Regions from separate parts of the Xenopus tropicalis genome. Here region 1 is linked to region 2. Evidence: chromatin contacts called from public Hi-C data. All regions are on one chromosome and are shown on one strand. Each heading gives the region's core, a stretch centred on a gene start, on an enhancer-like site or on the middle of the called end of the contact. The rest is flanking DNA. Distances are from core to core; before and after follow the strand shown. Region 1 overlaps lhx2 (LIM/homeobox protein Lhx2). Region 2 holds the start of nr5a1 (nuclear receptor subfamily 5 group A member 1).

Evidence for each region. Hi-C and Micro-C count contacts between places; a contact is called where the count stands out from the background.
Region 1: a Hi-C map of neurula embryo shows a contact between it and region 2, with 2.0 times the contacts expected there. The contact joins the enhancer-like site here to the promoter of nr5a1 in region 2. A contact is called at or near these places in 3 of 5 Hi-C or Micro-C datasets (brain, gastrula embryo and neurula embryo).

The regions. Positions count from the first base shown.
Region 1 is chr8:29,546,691-29,552,218 of UCB_Xtro_10.0, forward strand. It overlaps lhx2 (LIM/homeobox protein Lhx2), which reads right to left. Exons shown (of 5, transcript XM_004918829.4): 3 at 5,035-5,414. Among named protein-coding and RNA genes, the nearest start is that of lhx2, 17 kb to the right of the region's middle. Within about 2 kb of position 2,156, at least 1 of the 11 cell types and tissues checked has an H3K27ac peak or open chromatin away from gene starts, as enhancers often do. A contact at or near this core is called in neurula embryo, where this site is marked.
Region 2 is chr8:28,841,190-28,846,659 of UCB_Xtro_10.0, forward strand. It overlaps nr5a1 (nuclear receptor subfamily 5 group A member 1), which reads left to right and starts at 1,646. Exons shown (of 6, transcript NM_001145741.1): 1 at 1,646-1,747. The coding sequence starts at 1,646. The region is part of intron 2 of LOC116406769 (a long non-coding RNA gene); the gene reads right to left.

The DNA of each region.
Region 1 (5,528 bases), core at 906-3,405, 710 kb after region 2:
TGGCTTGCAGCCCTTCAGCTGCTCTAAACTACAATATCCAGTAGGAGCAGTGGTTGTCTGAAATTTCCCTTGACATAAATACTAAACTAACAACTATTATACATAATGTCATAATATGCCCATTTGTACTTTTAGAAATGGCATTTTCTTTCCAAGCCCACTACTTGTCGGAAGGCCAAGGACAACTGCTCTAAAACCAGCTCTGGGAACCAGACTCTTCCAAAATCCTGAGCAGGGCTACAAAAGTCAATCAAATGATCTGCTTAGGAAGTGAGATAAATTGGATCAGCCCACAAAACACAATTACTGCCATAAACTATATTTCAAACAATAAATGATTGTAAGCTCTACTGGGCAGGGACCTCCTTCCCACTGTGTCTCATACCACATGGCACTTATACATATATATACATATATGTATTTATTGTATTTATTTATTATATCACTTGTCCTTCCTGTGTGTAATTTTGTATTCTGTAAGATTGTACAGCGCTGCGTACCCTTGTGGCGCTTTATAAATAAAGTTATACATACATACATACAAATGAAAAGTAAAAGAAGTGTGAAAAATGATAAATGGGGCTGACTTTTTTTGATAATTAGTTTTGCTGAAATTCAGCAGTATTATGCCTGTCAGTGTAGGGCAAACATTGCTGTCCTTTCGTTCTCCTTTTCTATTTTCACTCATTTTCTGTTGATTTTTGAGTATTTAGTAAAACCATGACATTTGAATCAAAGTTTTCCTCATCTGTAATCTCGTATCTCTCTAGGGGGAGCTAGTGAGCCGCAAAAAATAAAAGACCTCTGTTCACACATCACTGGGACTATTCAATTATCTGTTCACTTCAGATTTTTGTATTCGGGACAAAAAAGAAAGCCCCCCCACCAATACTTACTAAAAGACTGATTTTTCTTATTTTAAGGCTAATCTAGTTTTAGAAATGCGGGCAGCTTATTCTTATGCAAACGTCGCTATCGTGAGAGTATTTACTTATATTCCCAATAAAAAAAAAAATAAAAAGCGCTTTAGGACAATAAATCAACAACTGGAAAAAAAGCACATTTTTAATTGGCGTTTTCATTTTAGTGAGTTTAAAATTAAATATGTGACTATCGTCCATGGTCTGAGTGTTTATTAACCATTGTGGTTAAATGGTTAAATTTACACTTCTGTTACTAACAGATTAAACATAGAAGAATACAGTTTTTCCATAATAAATATATCTACGACTGGCTTCGTAAACGAATTCATAACACAAATAGCACTGAGACCTTTACCTCTAAAACTTTTATAATGATAAACTTGACATACTGACACACTGGAAAAATTAAATGCTGTTTTTAATGAAATAATTACATTTTATAGAATATATCTTTCCTGATAGTCTGTTTCGTAAAAGAGTTTAAGAAGTTTGTGCAGGACAAATGCAGTTTTAAAAACAACTTGATTTTGTTTTCTTTCATTCTGGCTATTAACTACTTAGATTTTATATTTTACTTAATTTTGGTATTAAACACGTTTTTCTTTTTTCCTTTTTTAGCTGTTGTTTTGCATTATCCTTTAGCGTGTAATATTAGTATTACTTATTTCAAATTCATTATATTATTTTTTTCTTTTTACAAAGAAATATATAAATATTCGGCACTATTATTTAAACAAATAGGAACCCTGGCTGTACCAAAAGTACTTTGCAGACAGACAAATTTAACCTGGTGGAATACTGAATATTTTTTTCTAAAATGTTTTTGGGGGGGGGGGGTTGATCGAATGTACTTGCGTCAGTTTTTTGCAGCGCTGGATCGTTAACCAACAATTGTCTGGTGTGTTTAAGTAAAAAACAAACTATTAAGTTTAGTTCTAGATAAACTAATTCGTTTTTGCAAGTTTTTCCTCAATGAGTGTATGGTGTATGTACTGGTGTGTTTATAATCCTATCCTATGTTAAACAAATGTAAGTACATTTGACGCAAATAAACAAATGCTTTTATTATGCTACAAATAAACCAACCAAAACTTGAGAGGGCCCCTCAGGTATCCCAACACAGAAGGATCTGCATCCCACGCCAAAAATGGGAATGACTCAGTGGGGGGGGGGGAGGTTCCCCTCTCAGGGACCAATTGCATGAAGCACATTTCCTGTGACATTAAACCATCTATTGTCTGCAAGAATTAGGCAGGACGCTTTATCTCCTAGTGCCCGGGGAGAGCTAAAGGCAACACAATACTGAGGGTCCTCATACACAAAAACTCCCCTCAATACCCACCATACCTTATTTTCCCTGGGAATTAGCTCCCTGCTTGAAGGACCCAAATCTAGATCCCAAATGACTTCTGTCCCATGGGTACAATGAAGCAACCAGAAGGCTCATTTCCTTGCCACTATAATAGGCCGGGATTAATTATTGTAAAAAGATACCATTGGTGTGTTATGGTTATTAATTTGCCCTACATATGTGCATTATAGGTACTACTAAAAAAACAATAGCAGACTAGAAAGATGAAAAAAGATGCACATATATACACATATATATATGTGTGTGTGTGTGTGTGTGTGTCAAATTGGAGAGAAGTATAGATAGAATAGTTATAACTACACACAAATATAATTATACAAACAGAGCGATTGGATGATTTTCCCATACACAGAGTGTATGTAAGACAACATGCTCTTGGTAAAGTTATTAGCCATTAGGGGAGATGTCCCTTTACAAGTGTAGCAGTTCCTGTGTCTGAGTCCTGGGGTACCCCCCCCCCTCCCTGTAACAAGCCAAAGGAATGTAACTGCCATCCTCAATGTGTATAGGGACACTGTGGTGCCCCCACTGTAAAGGCATCTATGAATACATGAAATATCCCTTGCTGTGTAGGGACTGTGGGGCAATGAAACTCACTGAGGGGTGTAGTTCTAAACAAATATCACAGGTGCTTCTGTGGGGAGCAGACTCCCAAGAACTGATTTCCTGACCTAAAAAAGCCAATCAAATGGCAATTGCTCCAAGTGAAGGGAGAAATTATCACATAGGGAGAAGGGGAGTCTTTTTGAAGTCCTGCTTTCCTTCTGAGCTATTTTCTGCCTGTCAAAATCCATCCACTTCCAAACTGGCCCAGCTAAGCCTTCAGTGCTTGCCCAGTTAGAGGGGCACAATGGGAGCCATTTAGCATTTGTAATAACAAGTCGGGGAGGGGGGGCTAAAGCGGGAAGGCTTTAGTTCTGTGGGCTTCCACTAGATAATCCCTTCCAGGGCATTCTGGGGGTATAAGGGTTAAACACTCACATGACGCAGCAAAAAGATATGAATCAGAGAATTACTGCCTTTCTGAGTTCAATGCAATCTAGGTTTGTGCTCACACTGGGATAAAATTGCGCCATCTCAAAAACAGTAGCAGATACAGATAAATATGGTTAGAGAGAAAGAAAGGAAGGAAGGAATGAGAAAGGAAGGAAGGAAGGAATGAGAAAGAAAGAAAGAAAGAAAGAAAGAAAGAAAGAAAGAAAGAAAGAAAGAAAGAAAGAAAGAAAGAAAGAAAGAAAGAAAGAATGAATCTACATTCGTTCAACACCGCTTGAGTTAGATGTAATTTATGATAACCAATATATAGATATAGTTATTCTGAATCAGCAATGAAGAAATCAGTAATGAGAAAACTGTTAGAATTCACTCTCAAACCTAAGTTTTAAGCATAGTTCTCTCCATACAGCCAAACCTACATTCTAATTGTGTAATTAAGCTAAAAGTAAATTGAAGGACATAATCGGAAACAGATTTCTTTCTTCCTTTCATTTTATGATATAAAATAATATAGATCACCGATTTGCAGACAGAATGTAACTTAGTTCGTTTTTCTGTTTCCCATCCCCAAACCAATTATAAGTTCATATTTGAACGCAATGAAACCGATTTCCATTCTAAATTTGAAACAATGAATCTACAATAAACAGACGGCAACAACAAAAAAAATATAAAACAATAGCGTCTTTTTTTACATCCTAGTTTTCATTGGAAAGGCTAGTGTTTGCGGATCCGATATTCGTATAGACATTATCACAACGAATTCAAGTCGATATATTCCAGACGAGCTGGGGGAGAATAAGTTTGGGTGCAGGGCTTTGGTGCTGAGCAGAATCATGTTACTTATCACAAACTGGATACACGTAACTAAATATTGTTGTTACATGACAGACTGACGCAATCCAGTCGCTTTCCTCGTTATCAGTAGCACAGGGTGATCCTCAATAATAACACAAGGGCTTTTTGCTACTGATGCTGATTATAAAAACAAATTCTATCAGCATGAAGCAGTCAGATACCTCTGTCCACACCCCTCCCCCCTCTTTGGGGGTTATTTATGGAATGTTCCTGGGCAAACTGTAACCTGATGCTTGGATATATGAGCCTTCCTCTGATTCATTATTGATTAATAAACAAAATACAAGCATCTGTTTAACCCTTTGCTTTCTGAGTAAGACAGCAACTGATTACAATGAATGGAAGAATTGATAGACATCCCCGCTTTTCACACTGTTTGAATGCAATGAAGCTTAACTGTCCACACTGTCGCAAAAAAAAGTCTAAAAAAAAAAAAAACATTTAATCGGTCTCTCGCCTGCCATTAACCTACCAATCTACTTGTTACCTAGGTCGCTGCCATCAGTCAGACACTTGGTACACCAACACGGTGAACAGTACCAACCATGTATTATATATAAAAAGCCCTAAACACCCACCCAAATGCACACAAACTCTTTATAACATCGTATCCATAAACAAGATGAGCCACTTGGCTAAACTCCTCGGGCGAGCAGCCTCATCTCCTCTACTCACTTGCAAAGCTTTTTGCCTTTATACCTGAAAGGTGAGTAATGCTATAGCTTTCAGGTCCTGGCAAATTACCAGGCTGACAGCACTTGCTGCAAATAATTATACCCAGCGAGGCTATTATTATCAGTTGAGCTTTAATAAATGGAAGCTGTGCTGTGTAATCAGCGGCACAACATTACATTAGGAACAGATGCGAGAGTGACAGGCGCTTACCTGCGTTGTAGGCAGCCAAGTCCGCCCCAGGACCTGGGCTTTTCCTCTTTCTCGGTCTCCCTTTCTGGACAGTTCCCACGCCATTGTAGTAAGGCAGCCCCAAAGAGGCAGCCCCTGTGCCAAGTCCTGAGCCCTTCCCTGATGCTACATCCGAGTGACTGAAGTGAACTTGGTATTCTCCCTGTATCAAAGTCTCAAAGTGGAGCCGGCAGTATACTAAATTGTCCTTCATGCCAAAATGGTCCCCAGTGGTGAGCATCTTGTTGCAAGTGTTGCAGGTAAAGCAGTTGAGGTGATACACTAAGTCCCTGGCTCTCATTACCATCTCAGAGGCAGAGATTCCCAAGTGGCACCTGGCACATCTTTGGACTGAAAATCGCCTGTGCAATCAGAACCAGGATAGGTCACAGTTAGTCAGCAAGTCCCTGTGAGCTTTCAGCTATAACATGCAAAAGAATGGATTCATATGGCAGGCACACTAGGTTAAAACAAAA
Region 2 (5,470 bases), core at 396-2,895:
GGCAAGCACTGGTTGCTGCTCATATCCATTAAACTCCTTTCCTCCAATACGGATTGAGGCAGAAGGTGTAAATAGGAAACTGAAGCCTAATACACATGGTGAACCTTGGTGTGTCTCTGGGTGTGAGAGAAGAAGGCAGCACGTTGGTTCCTTACTGCAGCCAGAGATTTGTATAACAGATTGGTCCCCCTTTATATGCTTTCCAAAGTGGAGCTGAACTGCAGAACTGGCCAAGATCATCACAACCTGCCAAATTACAGTGGTAAGGAACAGCGCCTTCTTGCTTTACTGTAGTGGACGCATTTATTATAATTATTAGCGCATACTAATTATAAATATACTCTGGTATATGACTGATTAGCTAGACACAATTGGTCATATTCATTTTGTGTTGCAATAGCAGATATGAGATACTGCATACAACCTATAGGCACCCTTCTACCCACACAGACATTTATATGCGACTGGATAATATTACGTTGGATATTATTGCTTTATTTCGAAAATGGATGCAATGCCAAACTTCTATACCAGCAGGGTGTTAATAATGAAGCACTATTTATTGTTATTTGTCTTTCCTAAAGTGGTCACAGTGGGGAATAGTCAGCACCCAGTAATTCAGGATATGGGTGGCAATTTTATCTACCTACCCTGACAAATTAAACTAATTATAGTATAACGCATATATATTATTTATATGAAATAAATAAATGTACACATGCAAGACAGATTCACTATATTGTACCGCACTCGGCCAAACTAAAATATATAATCAACTGTATGCATACAAAGATTAAATTGTTTTTTAATGGATACATTTCAAGGTTTCCATTTAGATCAACTTTCCCTTCAGGACGAATACAAAGTGTTCATTGAACATTGACTTTGCTACCATCAAATTGAAATATTTTTGCAGTTTACATTGTATCACTTAATGGATATATGTGTCCATCAGTTTGCGCTATTTGGTAAAAACTGCATTTCAGAAATTGCATTCGTCTGCGCATCTTAACGATTTAGTATTTTATCTCGGATTTTGATTTAAAGGTTAAATACGCAGATTTCAGACAGATGAAAATATACATATTACTATTATAGTTAGATATATACATTCATTTTTTTAAATTTCAACCATACTATAAATAAAAAAAATCCATATCAGACATGACGAAAATGTGCATTTCATTTAGCTTAGCATTTAACATGATTCTCCTGTGTAGATGATATAGACACACTTCTAAAATGCATTCGTCGGCGATAGTTTCGTGGAATAATTTGAATTAAGCAAGCTTTGGAATGCCAAAATGAAAATTGGGATTTTTTTTATATTAAAGAAAACGTTCTCTTTGATTTGTAAAATGTTTTAAGGACAAAAGAAGAGGTTGTTTATTATTAATCGATTGTATAATATATATTCCCATGTTTGTATGTATGTATGTATGTATGTATGTATAATACATACACACACACACACATAGTTTGCCCTGTTCCAAGCTGCACAAGTAGTGATTGACAAGGGATGTATGCCTTAGACGAATATGAGGGTGTACCCCTTTAATAAGTGATGATGCAGCAGGAGCCGGACGGACAAGCTGATGGCCCGTTGTCTCTATCTGTCGCACACACAGGGAGCCAGAGTCAGGGGATGGATTACAATTATGATGAAGATTTGGACGAGCTGTGTCCTGTGTGCGGGGACAAAGTATCCGGATATCACTATGGACTGTTGACTTGCGAGAGCTGCAAGGTAAGGGGAAAAGGGTCGCTGCGACAATAGGGATGGGTTGGCGGCCAGTCGCACCTGTACAGTTCGTTATATACTACTAATGATAAGAAATCAGGGCCTTTCTTGCTGTTGTTTTTCGGAGAACCTGTCCCGAATAATGTAAATGGCAAATTATAAAATATTTCATATATAAAAGATATATCAGATCTGAACGACATAAAGCTTATCCTATTGCCCTATGCTTGGAAGCAAGGGGCAGATTCCCTTTGTTAAGCAGGGAAAGGGCTTTACATATACAAATAAAAAATGTGATATCTCTCAGAATGTTGTGGTCTTGTGTGAAAATGGGATTTGACAACTATTAGGCAAATGTGCACACATATACTGTATATATATATATATATATATATATATATATATATATATATATATATATATATATATATATATTTATACATACACACACACATTTTTTGATGGTGTATGAAGCATTTAATACATTTTCAATAATGATTTCAATAATGATTACTTGAGTCCTTTGTTGTGCCAAACTCCTCAGGATTATTACACACCCACAGGTACATATATACATACATAATATATATATATATATATATATATATATATATATATATATATATATATATATATATATATATATATTATTTGTCAAGGCTAGGGATCAAGCCAAAACGTTTTTACTCAAATCACTTCCTTGATGTGTTTATTTGTATACAAGCAAGGATTGCACCCAGGCAAGCTTTCACCTAGATACATGAGTGCTGACCTAAATACTAACTAACTATATATATATATATTTTTTTTTTTGTTCAATTTTTTTTATGACTCTTTTCATTATACAACTCTGAATATCCCCAAAGGTGGAACTCTCCAAATACTATATCATGGGGGAGTAAGACATACTGAATGTGTTTTAATTCTGTAATCATTATTAATAATTACAGGTATGGGATTCCTTATCCAGTAAGCTCAGAAGTATGGGAAGTCTATCTTTGATATGCTGATATTTTATAGGTGTAGAGGTATGGGAACCCTTTATTAGGCAAACGCATTACCAGAAAGCTCCAAATTACGAGAAGGCCATCTCCCATAGAGTCAATTTTACGTAAATAATTCTCATTTTTAAAAAATAATTTCTTTTTTCTCTTTAAAAATTAAACAGTACCTACCTTGTACTTGATCCCAACTAATCAGCAGAAGTCCATATTGGTGGCAAAACAATCCTATTGACTTTATTTAAATGTTCATATGAATTTTAGGTTTTCTGAGCTGTGAGTGCATTCAGAAAGTGAATATAGTGGGCCCCTTTCATACCTTCAAATTTGGTGATCCAAATTACAGAAAGATCCCTTATCTGAAAAAACCCAAGCATTCCAGATAATAGATCCCATACCTGTATTTATAAAACCCTAACATATTTAGCAGCACTGTACAATAGAAGGGTGTCTACATCAATCATACAGATTATATATATATACAAATATTGACCAATACCTGGGTAAGGGGGAGCTCTGTGCATTACAGCTTACAATCTAAAAGTCTGGCAGATCTTTCTGTCGTTATGGGGCAAAAATGGACAACAGCATAATGAGCACAGAATAGCCAGGCGCAGTAGAAGGAAACACACAAGATCGGCTATTTCAAGAAAAAAAAAACATAAATTACACAAGGTCAGAACAAGTATTTGGAAATTTTTTATGGCAACTGTATGTCAGAGTATTTTTATGTGAAGGACATATTTATCAAAGGGGAGAACAGGCAGTTTGCCACAGTTCACCAGATGAGATTTTGAATGATCGTATATAAGTGAATAGAGCTTTGGAATTCTCTCCCGCTGAACGGTCTCTTCTCACTTTGGTAAACAAATAAATATACCCCAAGTGTATGTGTACATCTTGCAGATTATTTATACATACTCTGTTTACACTTACAAATCTCAACCTACACCGTATAAATCTTTCTTTTATTTAGCTCTGTCTGTGGAGCACATTTATTAATTAGCAAAAATAAAGCTTTCCGCTGTTTGGCAGAGAAGAACTCCACCTCTCCCTCTTTACTGGTATATGATTTTAGGGGCATATTTATCAAAATGTGAACATGGATTTCATATAAACACTGCTACGATCCACTGCAGAGCCAATCAGTGCAGTACTTATTTTTGTTTAATTAGAAATTCATAGAACTACATGTTTGGGCCACTTGGGTCCTTCCTCTGGTGCAATTTACAGAACAGGGACTTTAAAATCCCTTAAATCCACATATCACCCTCACACCACATCATGTGACCCACAACACCAGCTCCTTCTAGTGGCCAGGTGTGTGCACTATCCTCACAAATGGCATTACCTTGGTTAATCTACCCTATTTACTCATACAGTATCAGATTTAGTGGCAAAACTACCATACAGCAAGCCCTGTAGTCAAAGGGGGCCCAGACCACAGAGTCTGCTGTAGGCTATTTCCCCTTCCCAGCCCTCTTTGCAGATGAAACTTTGGTTACTTATGTGCGGTAGGCAGCAAATGAGCAAGTGGGTGGGTAAAGAGAGAGGGAGGGTTTGTCTTCTGTGTGCATGCTGGCCCCCCTTGAAGATCTTTTGCAGGGGGCCCAGCCAGATTAAGGAATGCCACTGATCAGATTCATACATACATTAGTAAATCTTTCACATTACAGCAATAAATGGAGGGTCCTACCATACTAGTTATCCTTTAGTAATATAGTCTATAGTGTATCAAGGTAGGCTCAAAGTCCATTTGTGAAAGAAAATAGAATAAATCAGGAAACAGAACTTTAATCATACAAATGTACAAAATCATCTAGAAAATAGAAAGAATTTCAACCTCCAAGCTTCTCAGTAGTTCTATGGTATTTAACAGTTTTGCCCATCTTGCTTTATTGCTTCAAGTAATAGCTGTTTTCTATTGCCTCCATGGATCACCACTTGAGCATGTAAGACCATTCAGCATTATGTTTAGGAGCAACTGCCTTCCTGCTGCTGTCTTTTTATTCTTAGGGTCATATGCAGAGATAGATCTTTTGTGTTCCCCAATCCTCACTCTTTCCAGTCATGAGGTTTGTCCTATATATTACACCAGAAGAAGGACTCGTGTGGTCCAAAACATGAAGTGCTATGCATCTCTAATAAAAGAAAACAAAAATTGACTGCACTGAATGGATCTCCAGTGGCCCTTTTGATGTTATTTGAGAGATTAATGTGGTAAAGTACACTGTGTGAAGAGCAAAATTATCAAGATTTAAAGGGCTTGTTTACTATTAGTGTCCAAATTTTCTAAAACCACCAACAATGCTCTAAGAAAATCCTATAAGAAAATCCATTTTTCTCGGACACACTGAGAACTTCCTACATGTTTACATCATCACGTCCAGGTTTTGCCCTTACTTTTTTCCTCTTGGACCAGTTCATTGGTTGCTTGTGCACTCTAGCCAGTTATATAAATTGAAAGGTCATTGGTTAATTTCTCCCTTGCAATGGCATAGGCAAACAGGCTAGCATAAATCTCACATACTGTTATGTTAGATTTGCAGCACTCTGTCACAAGCATAGGGCGCAGTGTCAGGCTGACTGGAGACACAGCCAATAGCCAGTACTATGCGTGGCATAATATAAGGAAGCAAAAAAGCAATTGTAGTGTTTATTGGGGTCACTGACCCCCCCCCCCAAGCACAGAGTCGGTGTAGAACTGAAGGATCAGCAGAGGGAAGAT